4 separate regions of the Mus musculus genome follow, and regions 1, 3 and 4 are each linked to region 2. The links are chromatin contacts, called in public HiChIP or PLAC-seq maps. All regions are on one chromosome and are shown on one strand. The core of a region is the stretch at or near the end of the contact, and the rest is flanking DNA. Distances in the headings are between cores, read along the strand shown. Region 1 holds the start of Clmp (CXADR-like membrane protein). Region 2 holds the start of Gramd1b (GRAM domain containing 1B). Region 3 has its middle 50 kb from the start of Gm39319. Region 4 has its middle 28 kb from the start of Gm39319.

Region 1 (2,700 bases), core at 178-2,677, 230 kb before region 2:
TCAGTTCGGGATCCGCTGGTTACTTCTCTGCCAGCCTCAGGGGGCAACCACGCCTACCCTACTCTGAATGCCTGCTAACTTTGGGGTTTGACTCCAGGTGGACAAGAGCCCTGCTTCTTCACACACACACTTGGACTTTGTTCAGTTGTCTTGCTGCCTTCCAAGGGCCTGGTCCCTCACAGGTTCACAAACCTCCTCCAGCTCTTTCCATGTACCCCTTCTGTGCCCTGGCCCACAAAGCTGCCAGGTCCAGCCCAGGAATGTCAGCCAGCCTGTGTCTTAGGGCACCCCTCCACACCCCCATCCCAGCCTCAGGAGACCCGCCTGGTCCTAAATGAGGACCACCCAGAAGGGCTCTTTCTGCCCCGGAGCCAGGTTCAGGAGGGGCAGAATATGCTTTTCCCTCTGTTGCCTCCTTTGCTGCATTGGTTTCAAGGACTCCAGGCTCCCTTCTCTCAGGCTTGTCTTCACATTCCTGTCCTCCGTTCTCTCTGCTTCTCTGGCTCTTTCTTTCTCTCCTTCCCTGGGTCGCGTTCAGCCTGCATCTTCTGGGGTCACCTGGCTTTTTGGTGCTTCTTTCACCCTGCCCTGTTTCCCTCTATACCCTTCTCTTCTTCCTTCTCTCCTCCCTCTCCCTCCCTCTTCCCCTTCAACACATCTGTTTCTAATCTGAGCGCTCAGAGGCGCCTGTTTGAAACAAAAAGCTCCCCCCACCCTCAAAACCTGGCACAGAAAACCCTGGATGAACCTTCCCTCCCCAGCTCTCCACTTTCCCCTGGTACTCCTGAAACCAAACCACGCGCTTGAAAAGTACCCTCTCCACGAAACGGTTCTCCGCCAAACTCCACCAGGAAACGCCCCCACCCCGTAGCTGGCTGGAGGGCCCAGATGTGTGAGACATTTCGATGGCCGACTGGGCGGTCCTCGGCTGCCAGATGCGCCCCTCGGTGGCGCGGAGGCAGAGACCGAGTGGTTGCCGCACTCCGGGACTGCGGGGACCACGGTGCTGAGGGCGGGTCTCCACCCAAACGCAGGGTGGCGTTTCCCCAGGGCCATCCAAACTCCCGCCCTCCCCAAGGCACTCACCTAGCCAGAGGAAGAAGAGGGACATCCCGATCTCCGGACACGGGCACTTCCCGGCTCAGCGCAGCCTGGCTGCAGGGCGACCGAGCCCAGCCGACGGACCTTCTGTGAGCAGGGCGCGGCGCCTCGGGGTGCGCGCGGGGGGCTGCAGCCATGTGCGGGCGCTGGCCCCGCGCCCGGGTCCCCTGCGCGCTGCGCTCCGGGGGCACCGAGGGCTTCTAGCCCTGGCTCCACCAGCTCGCGCCGGGACGGGGGCCGGGCCCAGGGTTAGGGAGGAGAAGGCGAGGCGGCAAGGAGCTACCGCTTCGTGGAACACTTTTCCCTGTTTGGAAAGAAAACCGACTGGAGAAAGAGGAAAAAAAATGAGCTGGAACCACACGGCTGCCTCCTACCGCAGCCCCTCCCTCCATCCCTCCCCTCGCCCTCCCTTCTCTTCGCTCCCGCCCTCCCTCTCTGCGTTTGGGGTTAGCTGCTGGGGCTGCTTTACCTCCCACCCGGGAGGGAGGGCCGCGGCCCGGGGTGATCGAGGGGGGCGCTCGGTGCCAACTGATGCGGTGCAGGAGAGAATCCGCAGCACTTGGGCCAAGAACCGGTGGATGCGGCCTTTTCAATTCTGTCTTTTTTCTCCTTGATCTCTCTAATCTCTCTGCTCTTTTGTATATTTTTGTCTCTCACAATGCTTTATGCCTCTCTCTCTCTCTCTCTCTCTCTCTCTCTCTCTCTCTCTCTCTCTCTCTCTCCTCCCCCTCCCGAGGATGACTGGGGTGGTGGTAGACAGGGTCGCACTCTGTAGCTCTTTGTTGGTCTGGAAGTCTATGTAGACTAGGCTGGTCTCGAACTCACATAGATATACCTAGTGCTGAGCGCATCACTACACCAGATCTTGTTCCCTTTCTTGCTCTTGTCTCCTCCTTTCTTCCTCTCTCTTCTTGTTTCCCCCAGCCTCTTATTTCTCTTCTCCTTCCAGGTCTGGTTAGGTCGGTATGAAATCACTAGGGGCACCATATAAATAGTTTGTGCAGTACTGGGTTATTAAAACAGTTCTTCAGGCTTCCTTGTTTGGACCCTTTGCGGCTCACATGTGGCCTTTGCATTTGCTATTCATAGTCAAGTGCTGTTAAATCCGCATAGAGCTGAGCCTGCCACTCTCCTAGAGAAGTGGGAATCCAGAGTTCAAGGAAACAGTGATGCCTTAAGCTGAGGCGGGAGGATAGTCAGGAGTTCACATCCACCCTGGGCTATTTAGTGAGTTCCATGACAGCCCGAGCTAAGTGTAACCAGCCTTGCAGGGATAAAGAAGTTAGCGCTAGACACTTGCATCCTTCAGCCTGTCCATCAGACTATTAAAATAATGAATCCCAATAAGCTGGACTCCCCCCCCCCCCGCCCCCAATCTCATGTTGGGAGAAGGAAGAGTCTAATGCCTGGGTCAGCCAGAGAGAAAACTTTTTCCTTGAAAAGAATTTACAATTTGTCAGACCAACTTACTAGAGAGACAGAAGCAGGTGATGGGCAGACCACTTCCTGATTGGGAATCTGTTAGATATGAACTTGGGTTCTACTTAAGCCTTAGTCCAGAACACAGAAGATGGATTGGGGCAGCGGGCCACTGTATCT
Region 2 (2,700 bases), core at 73-2,572:
CAGGGTTCACCTGCCTCTAGCACACTGATATACTTGGCAGGACTAGTCCATATTTCTGTTCAGAGGTCTGAGGCCACAGTAAACGGTGTGACCCAACCCATTCCCCAGCAAGATGAAGCAGCATCACACAGTCTCAGGAATGTCCAAGGATGCACTTGACTCCCTGGAGTCTCTGAGGGTGGTGCACCGGCTAACTTCTCTCAGCCTCTTTGCCTTTCACTTATAATCGGGCTATAGTTTTGGCCAGGCCACACACCATGTATCCAGTATCTTTCCCTTAATGGTCCTGTGTGTCCTGTGTCTTTCCACCCTATCGTGTGTCTTTGTGTCCGTGTCTGGTGTCCTCAGCTTATTCTACAGAACTGTCTTTTCTTCCCAGCTTGCCATTTTGGAAGCAGCCTCCAGGAACTTTCCATTTTCCTTCTGATTATGTATGCCCTGTCTTCCTGGTCAGCACTCCAAACAACTCGGAGAACGCGCATTTCTTAGGAGAGAGATTTGGCTGAAAAGTCACCCAGTTTTCCTTCAACCCTGTATCTTGGGTGGTCTGCGAGGGAGGGCTAAATCCATTGATTCCCCTCCCCCAGGGGAAAAAAAAACAGGGAGTTTGCTAACCAGAGCTGCTTAGCCAATCGTTGCCTTGAGAAAGTTTGGATTGTGCTCCTATTTCATTAGGCTGATTGGAGCAGCCTTGACTCGGAGGTATAGTCCCTCCCCAAGGGATTCCGTGTACAGTTACAAGGCTGTCGCTGGCTGTCGCTGCCTGTGCGTGTCCTTTCAGGCTAGCAACCCACTCCCTCCTCAGCCCCCACCCCCCTCCACCTACTCCACCTTTTTTTGTTTTTATCTAGTGTCTCCCTTGCTCTCTCTCTCTCTCTCTCTCTCTTTCCTCTCCCTCCTACCACCGCCTCTTCTTCCAGTCCTCCACTCTCCTGCAGCGCCAAGCCGGCTCCCCAACGCAGTCGGCTGAACGCAAACCACTGAGAGTTTGCTGCGCAGTTCCCTGGGGTCCGGGGCCGCCGAGTCCCGCTAAGGCAAAGACACCGGCAGAGAGAGCAAGCGAGCAAGCGGGCGCAGCGGAAGACAAACACACGGGCACGCGAAGGGGAGCCCCAGGAGGGCAGCCGGGTGGCAAAGCTTGGCAGGCGACTGTCACTGCGTCCCGGGTCGCCTCTTCCCTCGTCGGACTGAGCGAGGAAGCGCGCTTCTTAAAGTTCTAGACCGCAGGAGGCGGCGTCCCCTTCAGTCCCCTCCTCGCGGCGCTCCAGGAAAAGGAACTTGATCTACTGGCAGGCTCGAGCCTCCCGCTGAACGTGAGAGGGGATAGTGCCACGGGCCCCAGGGTAGGGAGCCGAGAGAGGAAGCCTCGAGCCAGGCTGCAGGCGGAGGGCACGGAGCAGCGGCCAGGGACCCCGATGCCGGCGGCCAACATGATGGAGAACCTGCAGCTGCCCGCCCTGCAGGTGCCAGAACCTCAGGGCGCACCCGAGGGCAGCGCGGTGTGGTCCAGCTCGTCCACCCCCACGCTTCGCCGCCGGCGCTTTAAGATGCGCCGGATGAAGAACGTGCAGGAGCAGAGCCTGGAGGCGGGGTTGGTAGCCCCGGACCTACCCGGCGTCCTGGCCCCCGGCAAGGAGTTCCTGCAACTGCCGTCCATTGAGATTACGCCCTCCAGCGACGAGGACACCCCGTGGTCCAACTGCTCCACACCCAGTGCGTCCCCGCGCCGAAAACGCTTCCTGCTCCGCAAGTGGCTGAGGGTGAGGGAGCGGAAAGAATGCAGTGAAAGCAGGTAGGTTCCAGTTTCTCTCCAGCAGTCTTCCCCTGAACCTCTCGCCCCTCCCCAGGGCGGTCTAGGACCCTAGGGCATTCTGGTGGAAACTTCCGGGATCAAAGAAGGAGCTTATCGCGTCACCTTGGCGTCTTCAGGCACTGCCAGGGCACCAGGGCTACCACACAGCCTAGAACTAGGGACTTTACATTACTTGATGTGTTTGACATAGGTTCATGCTGCGTTTCATTTCTTGACCCTCACAGCAAAATGGCCAATACAGTGTTATCTTTTATTATCTCTTAAGCCCTTACTGTGCGCAGACTACTGTCTGTGGTGAGGGCTTCACCTGAGGATGGAATTTGGAGAAATTAGGTAGATAGTATTAGGCTATGATTCCATTGTACAGGTGGAGGTGTCGGGAGACTAGTGACAGAAGTTTAAGTGACGCCTCCACATGGACTTCCGAATCCCATTTCACTTTTTGTCATTTTCTTTTTCCTACACTACCCTGCTGGTACAGGTCCATGTTGCCTATGGAGAGGTGACGTATTCACATTTTCTACCACATCACGGACACATCTCACGATCGATCACCGTGCCAGCTTCAGTTTTGCTAGGGAGATGTTTGCTGTTCACATTCAAGAACTAGCATGAAGCTCACAGGGTAATGTGTGTGTGTGTTGCTTCAGGAAGTTGCCCATGGTGGCATGGAGTCCCCGCTACTCATGGATACCATGTCCCCTCTTCAATTTACTTCTGGACTCGGGGTATGACCATTAGCAGAGGTCTGTACTATTAGAGGGGGCGGGGTGTTGCTGTTATTGCTGCTGGTGGTAACTAATGGGAGTTCATTCACCCTATCATTTCACTTTCGTTCATTATCACTTATTGAGTGGGTCTCAAAAGCTCAAAAGTGACACCAGCAA
Region 3 (2,700 bases), core at 180-2,679, 160 kb before region 2:
GCCACGTGGGCCAAGCCAGCTCAAGATGTAGACGTCTGCATTTATCCTTAAAATGTGTTTTAAATATTCCCCTCCCCATCCCATCTCCTCGGTAGCAGTAGCTATGTTCTGAGGCTTGCAAGGTGAAAAGGACGGGTGGATGTGAAGTGATTTCAAAGGAATAAAGTTCTCCGGCCGTAGTTTGTACAGGAGCCGTGCAGACATCCATTTTAATTATTGATGCGAAGCCCTGTCACTGGTGAGGAGGAAAGGGGCTTTCTTTTGTTGCACACGTTCTATGCACTGTGGTCCACACACCATTTAACCCTCACCATCCCGTGGATTGTGTTTCAGATCCTTCCCTAACAGCGGATCTGCAAGATTAAAGAATTAAGCCTGTATCTGGCTGCCTCCAGTTGCTGGTAATAGCCAGAAAATGTTGCTCATTATGCTTGTTTGCTCTGTGCTTTATTAAATATTATTTTATATGATTATGTAATTAAACTGTGATCCTCTGAAACCGGTCATTTTAAAAGCGGGGGAGGGGAGGGCAGCTGAACAAAGCTAATCAAAGAAATGCTTCATTTACATTAATCCTGCTGGGAGACTGTTCGGGTCATTTCTCTGAATACCCGGGTGACCTTGCTTAGCTTAGTGTAAACATTAGGCTGCTTCCCGTTATTAAACCTCTGCTAATTCAGGCTCCTGATGCAGAGCAAATGCGCTATTAATGATAAATGCAGCAATCACATAAAAGGCTCGCTATGGGATTATAAGAGCAGCCGGATTCAAGCTCCGGTTTCCAGTGTATCTCCGTATTACTGACCTAAGTTGATAAAGGAGAGGGTTTTAGGAGGATGGTTGCAGAGACCTGGCCTCTGAATTAGCTCTGTACTAGTGCCACCTAGTGGCCATGGTGGGCTCCAGCAGGTTCTTCATATTTCTAAGGGTTGGGCTCTGGGGCTCCGCCTTTCTTAGCTACCCAAACTGGTGTTTCTGTTCTGTTTTGTTTTTTGTTTTTTAAAACAAAGGCACTGGAGCTACTTGTGTGATAGAAGGTGTATGGCGCAGTCGTTTACTTCAAATTGATGCAAAAATTTAAGTACCTGAGATGGTGAGTTTGGAACCTTCGATCATTTTAGTATAGCTCAAGAATGCTGGCTCTCCTGCTCCTTTCCGACCCCTGATTCCTGAGGAACCCATCCGTACCCTTCTTCCACATCTTCCCACGACAGCGTCCTCAGTTGACACCACAGCCCAGAAGGAAAATGAGAAAGTCCAGTCGTTCCCCAGAACACTCACTCTGTCAATGGATTTTATTTTCTCTCTCCAGGTGTCTCTCAGCCACATGCCTGGCAGAGGCTGCTCAGAAATAATTCCTCAGCACTGCTCCTGAACGATGGGGGAACATCTGCAGTGTGCCGTGACTGACTAAGTGCAGAGAACACGCAGTTGGTTAGCTATACTTCCTCACTCAGAGAAAGACTAGAATGTGTGAGCAAGGAGACAGACTCCTCCTGCTACAATACACACCAAATGGGGTTGTCGTAACAGAGGGACAAGGGAGCCAGAGCAGGATCTGAAGTGGGGTTTGCCCTGGTTTTAACCCTGGATCTGTTACGTGTACAGTTGGAAAAATGATTGGTCACCGCAATTAGGAGTGAAAAGGGTGACACCGACTGTCAAGGCTCTGGTGTATCTTGGCATTACTGGGCTTGGTTGATAAAGGAGACTGATTTTTGGAAGGGAATGGCCATAGAAATCACCAGACCCTGAAAGACTACCGTTTTTGAATATTACTGAAAGACGTGCTCAGAGTGTATCCAAACCAAAGCACCTCCCAACAGTGATGTTCATGTTCAAGTCAGGAAACTAGAAAAAATGCCGATAACATGTATTTGTATATGTCTGTAGTATGTATGAATGGTGCGTGCACATGGTGTCTGGGTATGCATGCTCAAGCCTGTGCATTTGGGGCCAGAGCCGGACATAAGGGGTCTTCTTCTATAACTCTTGGCCTTATTGAGTTGAATCAGGGTCTGTCCCTGAACCTGAAGCTCACTATTTTGCTTAGTCTGGCTGGCCGGCCAGCTCTTACAATCTTTCTATCTTTGCCCCTTAATGCTAAGTTTACAAGCATGTGTTGCCTTGCCCAGGGTGCTGGGGATTTGAATTCAGGTCCTCATGTTTGCAGAGCAAGTGCTCTTACCTACTGGGCCATCTCCCCAGTCCAATAACAGCAATATTAACTGTATAAAGCTCCACATATATGCCGGCCAGAGTAGTATGTTTCCTCGCTCACTGTGATGATAAAATACCAACAAAGAAATTTAAAGCAGGGAGGGTATAACCCATCATGGTGGGGGAGTCCTGGTGATAGGGGTTCGAGGCCTGTTGCATCTGAAGCTTGGAAACAGCATGCTGAAGGCTGCAGCAGCTCGGCTCACTCTTTTCCTTTATCTGCAGCCTGGCGTCCTGGCCTGTGGAGTGGTGCCGCTCACACTGACGGTGGGCTTTCTACACCAATTAACCCATCTTGACACTCCCTGCCTGGGGTCCTGGCCTGTGGAGTGGTGCTGCCTACAGTTAGTTAGACTTTCTACATCAATTAACCCATCTTGACACTCCCTGATAGACACTCACAGAGGTTTGTCTCCTAGGTGGCTCTAACTAATCACATGTGTTTTCATTTTAGTTCAGCATCTGGTGATATAAGACTTC
Region 4 (2,700 bases), core at 187-2,686, 180 kb before region 2:
ATAATAAGTATGAGGTCAAGAGGAAGAAGAGAAAAGGGAATAAAGGAAGAGGAGTTATAGGGGGGAGGCAAGGAAAGTGAGGCAAGCCATAGAGACGCTGTGAGCTCTCCCGTCCCCTGGCCTGGAATGCTGGACCAAGACTAGCAGGCTCCCTCATTTCAGCTGTGAACAATTTGGATGGAGCCATGTTGGCTGAGTCTCCACTGGTTCCACGTGAATAGGGGAGCCCTACTCATCAATCTGGGAGCCCTTTCCTTCTGGGGAGTGTCATCTATGTCAGATCCATCTGGACACCCCAGCAGCTTTTTCTTTTTTTTTCCTAATGTCTTTGCCAAGAACAATATTTACCACATTGCGATGTGAGAAACTAGGGCACGGAGGGAGAAAACTGAGCGTTAGTTTTGGCCCAAGTGTGCTCATGATATTATTGGGTCCATTGAACAATTTATTCTTCACTCATTCACTTTCTCAACTATGTCACAGAGCTTGAGATTATCTATGCATACCAGAAGGGTGCTGTGGGACTTGTCACGAGACTTCCTATGCCGTGAAGATGAGGTCACACGTGGCGAGGGGAGAGTGTAGTCAGTTGCAGGCCTACTGTGTAAGCTCCAGGACCTTGGTGCAGTGGTGTGAATCTGTAATTCCAGGGTTGGGTGGATCCCTGAGGAGAGGCCAGCTGGAGAATCAGTGAAGGACTTTATATCAAAAACAAAACCAACCAACCAACCAAAGAAGACAGGAAACAACTGAGGAAAACATCCAATGTCAATCTCCAGCATTTCCTAGTTCCACCGAGCAAAGTTCACTGTGGAAAGCCCTCCCCCAGTTCTCTTCCATTCTTTATAGTTTACATACTATGCTCTGGGCTTTAAAGCACTTCTGCCTGGAAGTAACTTGGGTCAAATAACCCTGTTTCTTCAGTAGTCGGGCTTCAATAATGAGTTCTATTATTTGATTTTTTTCAAATTAATTAATTAATTAATTAATTTTTTGAGACAGGGTTTCTCTGTATAGCCCTGGCTGTCCTTGAACTCACTTTGTAGACCAGGCTGGTCTCGAACTCAGAAATCTGCCTGCCTCTGCCTCCCAAGTGCTGGGATCAAAGGCAAGCGCCACCACCGCCTGGCCAAGCATGAGTTCTAAATGTATTTTTTCCAGTTCCTGTGGTTTGTGTGTTCAAGTACCCATCAAGTCCCTATGTTTAAACTCTCACTCCCAAAGTGATGGCATTAGGAAGTGGGTGTCCTTAGGTGGTCTTAGCTGGTGAGATTGTGGGTGTGTGTACAGTGTGAACCCTCTCTATGCCTGATGAAGATACAAAGAGATCGCTAAGGAATGAGTCCTCACCAGACCCTGGAGCCACTGACACTCAGTCTCCTATGCCACCCATCCCCCCACTAGAAGAAATAAAGCTGTGTCACTTGAGTCTAAAGGTCTCCCTACAGCAGCCCCAGCGGCCTAAGACCTATGATTACAGCTCATCTGCTGTGGTGGCTCTCCAGTCCTCCCTGGGATGAAATCTTTCACTTTCATTGTCTCTAAGCCTCTAGGGAATTGAAGGGTATCAGATTGGTGGGAATGAAATCCATAGCCCGGGGGCAGCGGGGTCCCGCAGGCCTTGACCCTCTGCGGCACTTAGACTAGGCGGAGATTTCCCCTCCCCCACCTGCCTCCCGATCCCCGCCGAGAGGCAGTTTTTGATTCTGTCCTTGCCTGTGGCACAGAACTGGAGAGAGCAGCACTGGAGACCGTGCCCCTGGCTCCCCCTCTGCTAATAAATGTTTGATTGATTCTAAATGAGCTGTCACTATGCCTTGGAGTGAGAATCAAAAGCAGTGTCATCCGCGGACTGTAAAGTGACAGTCACGTGACCAGGCTGCCGCTCCGACAACAGCAGGGAGGAAGATGATTTAATTATGGGGAGGGTGAAAAGACGGAGGGGATGGCTTCTGGGAGGGGGAGGGGTTTCTGATCTGTCTCAGGGACCAGCTTTGTTCTGCTTTTTGACAACCTTTCACTTTTTTTTTTTAAATAAAACCTTCTTATTATGCTTTTAAAAACAGCACTGGTTTTGTGTCTCTGGTTCTCTTGGGAAAGAGTGACAAGGTGTGACCATCTGTCATCTATAGAAGCCTGAGTCCTGAGGAGCTTGGGACAATTCTCCAAGCAGGGAGTATTTCAGTGGGTTTTTTTATTTTTATTTTTATTTTTTTTTTAGTTTGTGTGTGTGTATGTGTGTGTGTGTCTGTGAGAGCACGTGTGTGCATGTGTGTACATTCACACAGAGGCCCGAGGTTAACCTCTGGTTCTGCTCATTGAGAACCACCCATCCTGTTTTATGAAACAGCTCTCTCACTGGGACCAGGGGCTCATTCAGGCTGGGTGGCTCGTAAGCTCCAGGGGTTTACCTGGCCATGACTCCCCAGTACTGAGATGAGAGGGGCAGGTCACCGTGCCTAGTTTTTTAAGTGCTGGGGACCAAGCTTAGTCTTTATGCCTCTGTAAAGGAGCTTTACCAGCTGAGCCACGCCCCCCAGTCCTATTTTGACTTTGCTTCTGATGGTTGTCTCAGGTTGCAGGTGAGAGATGCAGTCTCTGGAAGGCAGCACCAGAGACTGGCTACCTTCTTGGGATTCTCTGTAGATGCTTTTCATTCTCCATTCCTGAGGCCTTGGAGCAATTAGCTGCTTAAATTCC

What was found. HiChIP or PLAC-seq counts read pairs in DNA pulled down with a chosen protein or histone mark.
Region 1: a contact with region 2 is called in an H3K4me3 HiChIP or PLAC-seq map of embryonic stem cells, with 2.5 times the contacts expected there. The contact joins the promoter of Clmp here to the promoter of Gramd1b in region 2. A contact is called at or near these places in 2 of 39 promoter capture datasets (cranial neural crest and embryonic stem cells), 2 of 115 datasets of contacts at active chromatin or transcription factors (bone marrow-derived macrophages and embryonic stem cells) and 1 of 9 other capture datasets (adipose tissue).
Region 3: an H3K4me3 HiChIP or PLAC-seq map of bone marrow-derived macrophages shows a contact between it and region 2, with 4 times the contacts expected there. The contact joins the enhancer-like site here to the promoter of Gramd1b in region 2. A contact is called at or near these places in 4 of 484 Hi-C or Micro-C datasets (bone marrow-derived macrophages, cerebellar granule neurons, cortical neurons and 1 more), 7 of 115 datasets of contacts at active chromatin or transcription factors (bone marrow-derived macrophages, embryonic forebrain, embryonic stem cells and 3 more) and 3 of 9 other capture datasets (adipose tissue, embryonic stem cells and macrophages).
Region 4: an H3K4me3 HiChIP or PLAC-seq map of bone marrow-derived macrophages shows a contact between it and region 2, with 3 times the contacts expected there. The contact joins the enhancer-like site here to the promoter of Gramd1b in region 2. A contact is called at or near these places in 2 of 484 Hi-C or Micro-C datasets (bone marrow-derived macrophages and embryonic stem cells), 5 of 115 datasets of contacts at active chromatin or transcription factors (bone marrow-derived macrophages, embryonic forebrain, embryonic stem cells and 1 more) and 1 of 9 other capture datasets (adipose tissue).

The regions. Positions count from the first base shown.
Region 1 is chr9:40,684,746-40,687,445 of GRCm38.p6, reverse strand. It overlaps Clmp (CXADR-like membrane protein), which reads right to left and starts at 1,427. Exons shown (of 7, transcript NM_133733.5): 1 at 1,087-1,427. The coding sequence starts at 1,111.
Region 2 is chr9:40,454,386-40,457,085 of GRCm38.p6, reverse strand. Gramd1b (GRAM domain containing 1B) reads left to right here and starts at 1,322. Exons shown (of 20, transcript NM_172768.2): 1 at 1,322-1,792. The coding sequence starts at 1,416.
Region 3 is chr9:40,614,755-40,617,454 of GRCm38.p6, reverse strand. No RefSeq gene overlaps it. Among named protein-coding and RNA genes, the nearest start is that of Gm39319, 50 kb to the left of the region's middle. Within about 2 kb of position 1,429, at least 63 of the 459 cell types and tissues checked have an H3K27ac peak or open chromatin away from gene starts, as enhancers often do. A contact at or near this core is called in bone marrow-derived macrophages, cerebellar granule neurons, cortical neurons and 3 more, where this site is marked.
Region 4 is chr9:40,637,572-40,640,271 of GRCm38.p6, reverse strand. No RefSeq gene overlaps it. Among named protein-coding and RNA genes, the nearest start is that of Gm39319, 28 kb to the left of the region's middle. Within about 2 kb of position 1,436, at least 94 of the 459 cell types and tissues checked have an H3K27ac peak or open chromatin away from gene starts, as enhancers often do. A contact at or near this core is called in adipose tissue, bone marrow-derived macrophages, embryonic forebrain and 1 more, where this site is marked.